Linked DNA regions of Mus musculus: all the other regions are linked to region 3. A link is a contact called in public Hi-C and HiChIP or PLAC-seq data. All regions are on one chromosome and are shown on one strand. Each heading gives the region's core, a stretch centred on a gene start, on an enhancer-like site or on the middle of the called end of the contact. The rest is flanking DNA. Distances are from core to core; before and after follow the strand shown.

Region 1 (2,700 bases), core at 5-2,504, 250 kb before region 3:
TCACCACATTGACTCAGGGTTACCTTAGGAAGATAGCAGAGAACAGGTGGGCAACCTGCCGGGGGCTCCCAATCCTGCACATCTCACCAGTACTTAGGAATTAAATAACATAGTATTTATAACCCTCAAATACATCTTTTCTTTGAAAGGCTTCCTGAGGTAAAGTTGGAAGTTAGCCCCCTCCCCTTTTTTTTTAATGTAGGAATCACATAATATACACTTCACACCTAAATTCTAACAACGGGCAGGAATGTGTGTCTAAGTGTGTGTGTGTGTGTGTGTGTGTGTGTGTGTGTGTGTGTGTGTGTGCGTGTGTGAGATGTGAGATACCGATTCTTCGGCAATCCCTGGTTAGAGGACAAAGGCAGAGCTGTGTTACTATGACCCCAGCTCATGCTTCTAGCCTCAGAGTGTCTGCCATCATCTCTCCCTTCCTTCACTCACTGGTAACTTCTTGCATCTCTCTGGAAATAGAACAGGAGGATTCTGGGTGACAGTTGTCTGCGTTTAACCTCCCATGGCATCCTAGTAGCTAGTCATACTCCATAGAAAGCTTTGGAAAAGTTCCTCTTCGGAGCCTGAGAACATCTGTGATCTTAGAATAGTTGTCATTATAAGAGAGACCCCCCTCTCCCCGATCTTATGAGAATCAGCCCTATGCAAAATTCAGACTTATAACAATGATCAGTGTGCTCCACAGGATGCTGTCTATTGCATCAAGATAATTCCCTTGATAAAGCGAGTCATGCCAGGCTGCCTTAATACAGCTGCACTTAGAATGATTTAAATTCTTACACATTCCATTTACATGAAATTTATAGGGATCCATTTATTAAACGAAGTGCAGATACTCCTATGCAATTCTGGGATCCTCGTGTTGCAAGGAAAGTATTGCTGAGCTGACCCTCTCCTTTGTATTTCCTTCTTCCAAATTTTCCTCCCTAAGGAGGAAATTTTTTGAATCTTATTATAGGAAGAACATTACTGAACACCATTCAATTATCACAATAAAAACAAGTGAACTTTAACGTTACTGGAAGCTTCCATGAACTAACTAGCATCCCTTTTTCTGTGCTGGAAAAGTACAAGTCTCCCTCCCCCCATCACCAAAGCATTTTTAAAAACTTACAGAGAGCTGAGAATCCCCAGTTAAGGCATTGGCCACCTGCCAGGGCCGAATGCTAATGATATCATGGAACTTAGAGCTGAAGGAAGAGGCAGCGCTGGGCGGCAGCCATTCAAGGCTGGCCTTGGCGGTTCCTGGACAAGTTATCCCAGTGGCTATGATTAATGATGTGCTTCTGACCAGTCTGCCAGTGACAGCACATAAAATCGCTGGCAAAAAACTGGGCAGAAATCAGGGAGGGAGAAGACAGCAGTGGGGGGGGGGGGGGGGCTGAGAGTCCCAGAAAACCCTGGAGAGAAGAAAGTGAAATGTATATGTCTGAGCCACTTTGCGGAAACTTAAAACCATGTGTGGATATGCAACGGAACATCTAAGGATGCTAGGGACCAAATATACACAGAGACCAGCATGCTGGACTGAAGCAGAGTGGGGAATCCAAGCATTTCAACAAGGTTGGGAGTGGTTTTTGAGAGGATACTGGAGCCTGCTGGAAGTTTACATTGCAGGAGCCCGGCCTGGTGAGGCCTGTCCTGACTCACCCTCACGGGGCTGGAGTTCACGGTCACTGCTTGGAAACGTTGACATTTCCTTTTAAAGGAATAGAATGTAGAGACCGGATTCAGGACTGCCCAGAGATCCTGTCTGAGCTCTTCTGTAGAGTCCTTCTTCCCCTTTATCTTTCAACAGGACTGAGCTACGACAGCAGTGTGCCAGTGGTAGAGATAGAAGACAAGACCCCAAGTCTCAGAGTGGGTCAAGTGCAGGGCTGGCATCTGTGTGTAGCCATATACTGGTCTCGCCTTCCTTCCCATCCTACCTTCCCAATTCCCTGTTCAGTTATCTCTATCCTATGTCTGTTAGCTGGGAATATATTATGAGCATTTTTCAAAGCTCCTTATGTGATTTTAAACTGTGGATAAAGATTGGTTGCATTTAGGAAGGACACCAAATGCTGGCGATCAAACGTCACTATCTTTTGCTAGTATGTTACCTGGGGTGGGGGTGGGAGGATGCCTTCTCCAGTTCACTGTGGTTCAGGCCACTCACTATAAGTTATAGATGGTCCTGTGGAGTTACAGTTGCCTGGTGAACTATAGAAGAACCAGCCAAATATGAATTTCAGGAAAGGGACCATAACTTTTAGACCTATCTGGATTTAACCTGGCATATATAGGGGTGAAATAATTAGAGACTCTGTCTCAAACAAGACAGAAGGCTGACTTCCACACTTCTGCCAATGCACACACATGCACAGACTTGAACACAGAGATATATACACACAGACACACATATACTACATACACACAGACACACATAGATACACATATATATACACAGACACATATAGCACATACACACAGACATACAGACACACACACACACCACATACACACACCTAGTCACACATATATACACACACAGACAGACAGACAGACAGACACACAGACACACACACACACACACACACACACACACACACACACACACACACACAGAGAGAGAGAGAGAGAGAAAGGAAAGAAAAGCATGAAGCCCAGACTGGAGGCTGTATTATTTCACTAGGGCTGTTATAG
Region 2 (2,700 bases), core at 10-2,509, 170 kb before region 3:
GCTCCCATCCTGATCACATGGAATCTTCACAATTTCTTAGTTTCCATGCCTCTATCCTTCCTGCTCTAACCTATCTGGCAGGTGCGCCCTACATTGACACAGGTTCAAGAGGTGTTCCTTCCTCAAGGCCTTCCCATCAAAATGACTGCCTTTTCTGTGCTCTTGTTGTATTGCCTACATTAAGCCTTTAAGACATCGTGTATGTGTGCACATGTGTGTGCACTCACACACACACACACATACACACATGGTTCAAAGCCCCAACAGACAAATTCTTGTGAAAGTGTCTCTTATCTCATTTGTCTTGAGTTTCAAAAGCAAACACAGTAGACAGCAGGTGCTCAGGGCTTATTCATCCTCATAATGGAATGGTGGAGAAATTTCCTTCATGGTTAAACTAGACCATGACTGACTAGACCATAGCCTAGTCTGCATCTGTGTGAGGCATCAGCCAAGCAGGGGCAAATGAGTACAGTGTCGTGTGCACAGCCTGGGGTGACGGGTCCAAACCAAGCGTACACTTAAACCACAAACAGTGTATTTATTCCATAACTCACAGCCCACCCCAAATACAGTAAGTGGAAACTCTATGTCCTGGTCCCTCGGAAGAGGACCAGTCAGGGGGCATCTTTCCGGAGTCTCTTCTGTCTCTACATGGCTCTGCAAACCGTGCATTGGCACAGTCTACCTCCCATGCTAAGAAGGTCCTCATTTGTAATAATATATCCATATGGTAACCCTTAAGCAAGACAAGTTAACTGCTACCAGTATTTTCATCTTTACCTCTGTAACATGGGAAAAACTAAGCCTGCTTTAATCTTAGATCAGATTCCCCAGTTCCTGGGAAGGAAATGACCCTGAATACAAAACAAGCCCACCAAGCAGAAGGAGCGGGGTAGGGGACTCAGGCAGAGTGGCTTCCCAGAGGCAGCAACAGAGGCTGCTAGACACAGCTAGCAGCTTCCAGCTTCCTCCTGCACACACAAGACTGATGTCTCACAGAAAGGAAAAGTGTGCACCTCCACCAGTCAGACATGTTACTGACTAGAGTCTACCTTCTCTTTCTCTTCCACTGTTGCTTGGGTCTTGATGATATCAGTGGCCAGTCTACCCTCCATCACTGTATCCCAAGAGGAGACATTGCTACCTAGGTAGACTTGTATTGCTACCTAGGAAACATGACTCCAACCTGAGCTGCTCTCGCCCTTCTGCTTCATCCCTCTCTTTTAGTGCCTCAGAAATAGGGAAGTTCAAAAGGTTGTGTCAGCTGCCAGTGCTGTTATACGGAATAAGTTAAAAACCATCAGCACTGGCGATTCTTGGAACCAGAGACACTGGTCTTTCAACACATTCCTCTTTTCAATAACTGTGTTAAAAGATGAAGGACCAAAGAGGAGACTTCTTTTTTTTTTAAGTTATTGAGGTATGATTGACCCCAAAAGATGCAAATACTTAGCACATACAATTTGGTATGTTTGGTTAAGTACCCATCCATGTAGTCATCACTACAACTGATGCATTAAACACCCATTATCTCCAAAATTGCTGCACTTCCCCTCCTTCTGTGCTCAGAGTACTCAACACAACACAAGATGAGCCCTCGTAAGCAAACTGAGAAACCATCACACGTTGTTTGTTATCAATCCCCGTGCTGTAGGACGGACTTCTGGAATTTATTTCTCTCTCATTACCGAAACTCTGAACACTTTGTTCAGCACCTCCCTCTAGATGCTGGCACCCACAAGGCTACTCTGCTTCTATGGGCCTGACTCTTTGGGATCACACAGTTAAATGAAATCATGCTGTTTGTCCTCCTTTGTCCGGCTTGCCTGAATTAGTGCCATATCCCTTAGGACCATCTTCACCGCTATAAAGGACAGCGTTTCCCTCCTCCTCTTAAAAAGCTAAGTCGTGTTCCAAGGCAAATTCCCTTCATCCATTGGTTGATGGACATTTAGGTTATTTCAATATTTTGGTTGACATGAATACTGCTATGATACACATAAGGGTCCAGATGTTTTAGTCTGTCCTTTGCTGTTATAACAGAACACCCGAGGCTAGGACAATGTATAAAAGAAAAGCGTTTATTCAGCTTGTGATTATGAAGCTGAAAGTCTAAGACTGGACAGACACATGTGGCAAGGTCCCTGTGCTACCAGGGCACAGCAGAAAGGCCAAGGCAGATGCCAGGTGCAGAAGACACAGAGAACAAGGGGCCACTGTGTGTCCCTGCAACAACAAATTCAGTCTGTTAAGAACTCTATCAACCTCTCTTTATGTCCTAAGGGCCTCCCCTGTGTCTTTGAGACAAGGTCTTACTGTGCAACCCTGGCCAGACCAGCGCTCACTGTGTAGATCAGCCACCTTAGAAGTCATTCACCTCTGTCTCCTGAGTGCCAGCATTCAAGGTGTGTGCGCCGCACCAGCCTAATCATTTCTTAGAGTCTTTCAACACTGTTACATCAGACGCTGAACTCCAAGACAGGTTTTGGAGGGGACAAATTACATCCACATAGCAGGAGGGTGACTGTTTCCTATGCTGTGCAGAGCCCACTAGTCGGTTGTAGTCTTTTCTCTATTTGTTTGTTTGTTTCTGGTGTAACAGGAAAGAAGACCTTAGCAGGGAAATGTAGGCAGTGCACAGGAGAGGAAGAGGGAGAGGGAGAGGGGGAGGGGGAAGGGAGGGAGAGGGAGAGGGAG
Region 3 (2,700 bases), core at 177-2,676:
GAAATGAAAGATTTGGGCCAGAACACCAAAACAAGACTTAAACCTTCGAATCAAGTGAAAACTTGCCTTAACCTCAATTTGCTGCATGATTCTTAGAAATGGGAAAATTGTTCTGTGAACAGCAGCGGGGTGCAGCTGAGGGAGGACGCAGTCCCCTCCCAGAGGCAGTGCACAGCCCAAGGGAAGGGCTCACAGGTTGTCCACAGAAGTTTCATGTTCTCATTGGGTCCATAGAAAGTGCCACAGCTGCCACAGATGTGGGGTCATCTCTGCATCAGCCAAGACAACTAACCTGGCTTATAAGGAGTGAGTAAGGAACTGGGAGTGTAGCTCAGTGGTAGGACACTTGACTAGTGCGTGTAAGACCCTGTGTTCTCAGAACCACAAATGTAAACCAAAATATAATATAAAATGCATTTAGTGAGTAGAATGGAGACTATGGGCTAGTGACAGTTTAGGTAGGTCTTCAGGCATGCAACAAGTATTTATTGAGCACCAACTGTATACATAATACTAGGCTGGACTGGTAGAGACAGGTAGGATAGATATATGATTCTAGTCAGAAGAATAAACAGACTTACAAGGGTTGCGATCCAGTGTGAGATGGGTCCCAAGTGCTTCTGAGAACCCACCCTAAGTAGAGACGGCTGTGTGAGGATCCTTCCCCTATAGGAAATGGAGGATGGGAGAGGTAGGAATTGACAACCAATAGATAGGTGCAGAGGCTGAAGAGAGAGCAAACTGCCAGAGAGCACTGAAAGGCGTATCCTACAACAGATTGTAGAGGCAGAAGAGACGGGGCCAGAGGTGAAGGCTGGCCCAGGGTCTTATGGGTAAGGAGGTTAGATCTGTCTTCAGGAAGGTAAGAGGCCATCGGGAATTCTCATCAGGTGCCAGACACAAGACACACATTATACATACATTATACCAGGATCACACTGGCTATAGTTGTAGTGGGGTCGTGAGACCAAAATCTAGCAGATGTTTGACCAATCATTATCCGAGTGACCTAATCCGTGGCCCGATAGCACAGAGCGAATGCCAACAACTGGGGCACTGGAGAGCAGATGGGCAGTGGGGTGGCAGACCTGGCATTGTGTATACTGTGGTGGGAACAGAAGGTCCTCCTTACCTCTCAGCTCTTACCTAAGGCGGCTGCGTGTTAAACACGGGCTCTCACTCCCCAAGAGAGGGGAGCGTGAGCCGGCCTTAGGCGCAGAGAGACTCATTTCAGATGATTTAACTTTCAAAATACCCAGGGACTTTCAAGTGGAAGACGCCAACACTCCAACTGAAGATACAGTGGGAAACATCAACACCGAAGCGGTTATGCCATCCAGGCTGCAGGGGAGGCTGCTGAGAGAGCTGTGGAAGGAGAGGTCTTTCCTCGGTGCAGAGCTCTGGAGTGAAGGCTGGAGAGGAGACGGACAGGAAGACTGCCGGCATCATCTGGCCGCTGTACCTAGGGGATGAAGTCTAAGGGAAGCCTCAGTACAGCAGCTTCCATTAACTGAATACTGGTGAGGGTAACAAAAAGACCTCTGCGGCTAAAACCAACCAGTTCTCGTTTCCTTCGCCTCAGATCGTTGATAAACGAATTTGGACCCTCTTTGCATGTAGATGCTTTGAATGGCGATAAACCTCAGGAGGGCAAGATTTGGTTAAATTATCACAAACTATAAGCCTCTGTAAAAATGTGTAAGTACGAGGCTCAGTAGGGGAGGGAAAGTGACAATGTCCCGTGAGGCTTGGAGAGGCGCTGCAAGGGAGATTTTTCCACACAAGGGAACCTCATTTGAGACTGTGAATTTGATCTGGATTTCCGTTCAATATGCCATGCAATACTGGAAATTTTATATTAAGTTGTTTATATATTCATTGAAATAATAGCATGAATATTTTAACTATATATGAATAGAATAACGACCGTGACTCCTGGACGGACTAGAATTTCCAGCACTTTTCATATTTAGAAATGCATAGCGCCATCTAATGGTCACAAGTCATAAAAAGAAAGAGGAAGAAAAAATAAAACTGATACAAGTAAAATCTAACACATTTCAAAGTTGTTCAGTTAACTGTTTTTGTAAATAATAATTTTATCTCTTCCAAACTCACTGCCAAACTGGGCGGCAGATTACCTCCACCCAGAGTGTCTCTGTGGAGCATTTTAGGTTGAAGTATTTCCAAACAAGGATTTCCAAACATTTGTACATTTTTTTAAATCAAAAAAATCATTCTAAATACCTTGGATAAAACAGAATGTTCATTTCATTTTTAAAGGTATAATTAAGTTAAAGAGTTCAATAGAAGCCTTATCTTGTTTTTTTGTTTTTTTGTTTTTTTTTTTTTTTTTGTAAGATTAAAATGTGGCCCGTCTTCTATACAGACGGTAATTATTGCTGCCATGGTCCTTGCAGCCCCTTGAGACGTGGGGAGGGAGGGGTGACTGCGCGATTTAATGAAGCTTATCTCTGCTGACTCTGAGGCGGCAGCCTGCGACTTGGCCCTTCCACAGCTCAATCCTGGGGTCAAAAGAGATTTTCCATTGCTCAAACAGGCCACTTAACCTGGGACACAAGTGAGAGGAGCCACAGCAACCTCGAGAAAAGGTGGGAAAGCTGCACAGTCTGCCCAGGCCGGCCCTGAGGGGCAGCTTGCCTTGCTTCCCCAAGAACGGAACTCTAAACTTTGCCACCC
Region 4 (2,700 bases), core at 52-2,551, 150 kb before region 3:
GGCGGTACTGACTGACAGCAGAAAGCAGGAAAAGGAGTCTTACAAAAGAGCAGTACAACGGGGTCTTGGTGGCTCAGGAGGTTACTTGGGAGTGGGCAGGGAGGTAGACAAATGTCCCTCCCTGTGGCCTGGAACAGGAGATGCCAGTGCGAGGGGAACACACAAACATGGAGGTGAGCAGACAAGCTAGCTAGGGCTGCGACTCCTCCTATGCTGCCTCCTGACTTAGGCCTGTCAATTACTCAATTAATACAGCACCAATCACCAGCTGGGAGTGATGTGGGGTTTGGATCATGCCTTCTTAATAATAATCAGCAGATACCAAATTCATTCTACCCCACATAAATAAGAGTGCATTGGACACACAAATATAGCTTCAAGGCCAGCTCCCTATACGCCTTCCCAAACATGTGGCTTTTCTGAGCCTGACCAAAGTAGAAATCCAAGAACAACCTCCGAGGAATGACTGGTCACTTGCTGAGTCTACCCACATAGGACAGCTTCAGGCCTACAGATTCCTAGAGCAGCTACACAGGGCAGAGCCTGTTCTTCTTTGTCCCCTACTGTCTTCTCAGGGTGGGCTTCATATCACAGACACTCCATGTTACAAGGGCTGAGTGAATGAATGCTTTCCTGCCTTCTACCGTAAGCTAAGCCTTGCAACAAGGCTGTTTCTACTTATGACCGGCACTGGCTATTTCTGGGGCCCATGAGAAACAGTCATAACCCAGTTCTAACCAGTGATGAAGTATTAACAAGAAACTCAAGTATTTCAAAACTAGAACACATGAGAACCCATGGTTGCTACCCAAGAAAGTCTGGTTTTTACAACTGCATAACTGTCTACAGGGTGGGGTCGACTCACTCCACCTACAGACTTACAGCCTCAGATCCTCCCTGGATAACCATGTCTGTCAAGGTGAGTGCTTACCCAACCTCCCAGGTACTACCTGCAGGCACTGCAAAAACTACAGTGTTAGTTGGTTGGGGACTGAAGTTCTGCAGAAAGCCCAGCACATGGATTGGAGCTTCCACAGGATCCGGAACTTAGTACATGAGTTCAATTTCTCACTGTCACTTCATGAGTGCCAGTCTTCCTTTAGAACAAGAAGAAGGACAGGGATTTCACCAGACTCCCCCCTTTTCAGCTAAAACAGCAGAAGTCTTGGTACTTGAACTTGAAAGGGCAGAGGATTGGCAACTTGACCTACTGTAGTGAACAACCTGTAACTATGCAATCACCAGCTCCAACACTACCAGTCACTGTGAGCACACATGACTAAGGCTAACCCTGGTGAAGACTGGGGACTTCAAAGGAAATGACACCCGGTGCCACAAAACATCTGTCCAGATGTAAAAGTATAGGGGCTGCTTACCCTCCAGAATGTCAGGGGTGGTGACAGCTGTAAACAAGCCAATTATAGTTAAACAACCTCGAGGACAACGGTTTTAACTCTAGACACACCTAGTAGCCTGTGGACCAATCGAGACACGGGGGAAGAGAAACAGTTTCACCTTCTGACTCCCCCACCCACCCAACCCCATTCATAATCAAGACCATGTGACCCAGTAGCCCAAGAGATCAGAAACCCAAATCCTGTGCCTGGAGATGGTCCTCTGAACACCATCCCCAGGGATTGTCGGTTGAGGAAGTAAGCTCACACAACTTGGTCCAGACATCTGAATTTCACCCGTGGACCTATGTCCATAGCTACCAGCCTGAGAGAAAGATGGAGCATGCTGACAGGTTGGAAGCAAACAGAGCTGGAGAACACCAATGCCATGTTCTAGTTTGTTTTCTATTTCCATCTGAGCCAAAGGCAAACGAGAACAAATGACCCAGAAGCAGACCACATGGCATGAGAAGTAGTCATTGCTCAAGGAAAGGAAGAAACCTAGTTCCAGAGAGAGCAGAGGAAAATATCCTTGGGTGTTTCAGAAAAGGCCAGAAAACACATATGGTACACAAGAACAATTCTTTCTAACAACCCCTTTCTTTTCAGATGTATATACTGCACAGAGGGGAGATTGCTTGCTACAGTGTAACAGGCATGGCATAGAACGGCATAACCCAGGCAAGAAGCCACATACTTTCAGGTAGCCCCTTGCTGTGTGATCCAGGATAGATTGTTTAACCTCTCTGGAGCTCAGCTGTGCAAACTGTTCCAAGGAGGATGCAAACATCTTCACCTTCTGGGATTGTTTGGAGTACTGCAAGACATTTTGCCCAACAGGTATTTATCAGATAGCAGTGTGCACTTTCTGGGGCAGCAAGAACGAGTAAAGCATCCAGAGTGCACTTCAGTGAACTTCCAGCTTCTGCACCTGCCCATCCTGCAGAACGGACACATTCAGACTCCAACAATGATCAACCAGGCACACTGATGCTAGCAGAGGCCTCTGCAGACAGACCATCATCTCCTTTGTCTTCTCCTCTTCTCTCCTAGCCTGTAGCCTTGGGGGGTCTCTTCTCCTTGACCAGGATGGCAGAGTATCAGAGCACAGGGAGATGATGGCATGATGGGAGCTGAGTGTGCCTCCTTCCCAATCCAGCTGATGGTAGCACCTCAGGATGCACTTGGGACTGGCTCAGTAAATTGTGGACTGTGGGCTGTGGCTAATCTGCCCCTGCCCTGTGTATGCAGCTCCCTCCCCACAAGGGACTCCTTCTAGAGGCTCTTTACTCACTAGGGAGAAAGG
Region 5 (2,700 bases), core at 75-2,574, 190 kb before region 3:
CACTGTTACCAAGGAAGGCTGAAATGAGCTCAGGGTGGGAAGGAGTCCTATCAATCATCACAGGCTCCACCCACCCAGGCATAGCCGAGAGCATGCAGGAGATGTCTACTTCAGTTTTTAAGGGAATGATGTGCTCAGAGGCAAACCACAGTTCCATCATAGGAAGAAGGTAGCATATTACGTGGGGATGCTGGGTGACCTGGAGATTCCCAACAGCTGGAGATAGGTAGCTAACTGCCAATTAGAGCAACTTCTCTAGCTTTGGGCCACTTGGTTGGGAGCCTAGAAGCTCCCCTTATGGTAGTGTCTGTAAGTATATAACGCTAATCGCTAGTCAAAATGCATGGCTCTGTTTCCCTATCCTTGGTCTGAGTACAAAAGTCCACTGGGCTGTGAGGACCAAGGGAAAGGCTGGTTTCTGTCCAGCTCAGATCGTGTTGTGGTTGAGGAGGGAGGAGAATACAGAACTGCCACAGCCACCTGTGGTTTGTTCCCTGTGAGTTGGCACAACCCGTTGTTACACCTTACAACGAAGCTGTTATGTCTTACAACAGTGGTTACTGGATATTGCCCAGAAATGAAAAATGAAGGCCCATTTTCCAAGAATGCTTTGTGGGCAGTGTAGTAGAACTTTCTTGGCACAGGCCTTCCTTCTGCTCCTGGGTTCTTGACGGCTGTCTCCAAGGTCAGGGGCATGAGACCCAGGTATGCGGAGTACCTTGTGCCACTTAGAAAGATGAGCTTCCTCTGTCTCTAAGCCTGTTCCACCTAGCAATCTCCTTCCACAGAAGCCACTGTTTTTAGTGGGTTGTGATTATGAATGCCACCTCCTCCTGGTCCCCCAATTCCTGAGACATGAGCACAAAAACTGCATACTGGACTCCCAGGAGCACTATGGGCTATGGGGAGTGAGGGCTGATGTAATTTTGTCACACAAGAAGGCCATGGTCCACAGTGGTTTCTGGCACAGGAGGCCCCTCTAATACCTGTCACCTGGCTCCTGTGGGATCCATGATGAAATTCTAGGGAAAGCATCTACTGGCTGACAAGAGATCTGAGAGGGTGTCAGTACAGGAGTCAGCAAGACTACAGGAACTGGCCTGCAGGGCCGGCCTTATCCATACCATGCCACATCCCAGCAGTGCGGGCCTGTGTGGGCCTGAGCTCAGAACACTCTTACATTTCCAAACAAGGTTATTGGGTTTCTGAACTTTGGTGAAGCCGTTATGCCTGCCCAAGTCTCAGAAAGGATCTTGGGCAACAGCAACAAGTGCTGACAGAGCCCCGCAACGGTCTTTCCAGTCTCGCTGATTGCTCAAAAGGGCAAGTGACTAATACCCCAGGTAGGAGGCTTCTTGCTCATTACTCAGCAGCTGTCATGGGCAGCAGGATTGTTTAAGGAGAGAAAAGTGCTAGGTCATCAGTTTGCCAGCCCTCTATGGCAATCTCCTCTGCACGGCAGAGTCTTGGGACAGCTCTTGGGCGGCACACCTGAGCAGCACAGGGGACATGACTCATTCTGGTCATACGATGCCTGAGGCCACAGAGGCACGTTACACAGCTTGAACTTGATTTTTCAGTCTAATTTTAGGCCTTCTCAGGACAGTGTGTGTCCTGGAAAAAAAAAAAAAAGGCTGGAGTGGCTTTCTATATGCTAATAACTCAAAAAAAAAAATCTCACACTGGGATTCCAAGACCATTCAATTAGTAGCATAATATAAAATCAGGCTATCAGCTCTGCCTTGAGCTTAAACATCTCATGCCTCCACTAGGAAGTCTGCCTTGGTACCCTAAAGCAGGCACACTCATGTTGACTCTGCCTTTAGAATACTCAGTTCAGACTTTCATGGTAGCACCCCTACACTGGCTTCTAGAAGGCTCTGGCATGCACCTTCCTTTTCTTTTGCAAGGCCTGCACCTTATTCCTTTCCAGGTTTAGTTCAGTCTTGACAGCAGGTACCCAAGAGAGAAACGGAGACTTCAGATGCCTAATGCTGGCGGTCCTGAACAACTCAGAGTCTGACTTATTTTTAGAAGAAGGAAAGATGTTCCACAGAATTCACTGAGACCCTTGTTCTGACGTGAACCAGCTACACGGCCGTGTATCACACACCTTGACACAAAGTCCAGAGGGAAAATAAGAAACCTGAAACGCAAGTTCAAATTCTTCTCTTTGAAACCAGAGAAAGGAAATTGATCTGGAAGGGGAATCTCAGGGCCAGGAGGGCCAAGCAAAGCCATTGTCTCTCCGCTGGCTCCCATCGAGAAGGAAGAGTTGAGCATAAGAAAGCAGACAAACAAACCACCATGGCCAGTATCCACACCAGGGGAGGGTAAACCATGAGAGGACCAAATGTAAAAGCTACCATCCTATGCTCTCTGACTTGCGATTACAAACTGCAGAGGCCAGGTTTTGGCTCTGGAGTTTTTCCTCTGCTTCATAAGCCGGCCTATAACACAACAGCCAAACACAACACGGCTACCTGATGAAGATTACAAGTTCACACAGGACAGAGGCTGAGATCCTAAGATGCCAAACACAATGCCAGCTCACCAGTCATTAGCTCACTGAGCACTGGTATTTAATAGCTAAGGCCTTTGTCTGGCATGCAAAGGCAGAGAGGCAGAGTTATTTTATCCTCTCAGCTTGCCTGAAAGGTACATTGTTCTTGCTGGGTAAGCAGGGTTACTTAAAATGCC

Evidence for each region. HiChIP or PLAC-seq counts read pairs in DNA pulled down with a chosen protein or histone mark. A called contact is a pair of places that touch in the nucleus more often than the background predicts.
Region 1: a Hi-C map of cortical neurons shows a contact between it and region 3, with 5 times the contacts expected there. The contact joins two enhancer-like sites. A contact is called at or near these places in 1 of 484 Hi-C or Micro-C datasets (cortical neurons) and 2 of 115 datasets of contacts at active chromatin or transcription factors (bone marrow-derived macrophages and microglia).
Region 2: a contact with region 3 is called in a Hi-C map of bone marrow-derived macrophages, with 32 read pairs. The contact joins two enhancer-like sites. A contact is called at or near these places in 1 of 484 Hi-C or Micro-C datasets (bone marrow-derived macrophages) and 2 of 115 datasets of contacts at active chromatin or transcription factors (bone marrow-derived macrophages and large pre-B cells).
Region 4: a CTCF HiChIP or PLAC-seq map of CD8 T cells shows a contact between it and region 3, with 8 read pairs. The contact joins two enhancer-like sites. A contact is called at or near these places in 2 of 39 promoter capture datasets (the C10 cell line and liver), 2 of 15 datasets of contacts at CTCF or cohesin (CD8 T cells and large pre-B cells), 12 of 484 Hi-C or Micro-C datasets (the 63-12 cell line, B cells, the C2C12 cell line and 8 more) and 13 of 115 datasets of contacts at active chromatin or transcription factors (the 230-238 cell line, CD4 T cells, Th17 cells and 8 more).
Region 5: a contact with region 3 is called in an H3K4me3 HiChIP or PLAC-seq map of bone marrow-derived macrophages, with 3 times the contacts expected there. The contact joins two enhancer-like sites. A contact is called at or near these places in 1 of 484 Hi-C or Micro-C datasets (bone marrow-derived macrophages) and 3 of 115 datasets of contacts at active chromatin or transcription factors (bone marrow-derived macrophages, large pre-B cells and microglia).

The regions. Positions count from the first base shown.
Region 1 is chr12:73,809,110-73,811,809 of GRCm38.p6, reverse strand. No RefSeq gene overlaps it. Among named protein-coding and RNA genes, the nearest start is that of Gm8075, 15 kb to the right of the region's middle. Within about 2 kb of position 1,254, at least 92 of the 459 cell types and tissues checked have an H3K27ac peak or open chromatin away from gene starts, as enhancers often do. A contact at or near this core is called in cortical neurons, where this site is marked.
Region 2 is chr12:73,735,685-73,738,384 of GRCm38.p6, reverse strand. All of the region lies in intron 10 of Prkch (protein kinase C, eta), which reads right to left. Among named protein-coding and RNA genes, the nearest start is that of Gm34189, 45 kb to the left of the region's middle. Within about 2 kb of position 1,259, at least 15 of the 459 cell types and tissues checked have an H3K27ac peak or open chromatin away from gene starts, as enhancers often do. A contact at or near this core is called in bone marrow-derived macrophages, where this site is marked.
Region 3 is chr12:73,564,162-73,566,861 of GRCm38.p6, reverse strand. No RefSeq gene overlaps it. Among named protein-coding and RNA genes, the nearest start is that of 2210039B01Rik, 17 kb to the right of the region's middle. Within about 2 kb of position 1,426, at least 46 of the 459 cell types and tissues checked have an H3K27ac peak or open chromatin away from gene starts, as enhancers often do. A contact at or near this core is called in CD8 T cells, Th1 cells, Th17 cells and 3 more, where this site is marked.
Region 4 is chr12:73,709,677-73,712,376 of GRCm38.p6, reverse strand. The region is part of intron 9 of Prkch (protein kinase C, eta); the gene reads right to left. Among named protein-coding and RNA genes, the nearest start is that of Gm34189, 71 kb to the left of the region's middle. Within about 2 kb of position 1,301, at least 22 of the 459 cell types and tissues checked have an H3K27ac peak or open chromatin away from gene starts, as enhancers often do. A contact at or near this core is called in CD8 T cells, Th1 cells, Th17 cells and 1 more, where this site is marked.
Region 5 is chr12:73,754,520-73,757,219 of GRCm38.p6, reverse strand. All of the region lies in intron 10 of Prkch (protein kinase C, eta), which reads right to left. Among named protein-coding and RNA genes, the nearest start is that of Gm34189, 26 kb to the left of the region's middle. Within about 2 kb of position 1,324, at least 92 of the 459 cell types and tissues checked have an H3K27ac peak or open chromatin away from gene starts, as enhancers often do. A contact at or near this core is called in bone marrow-derived macrophages, where this site is marked.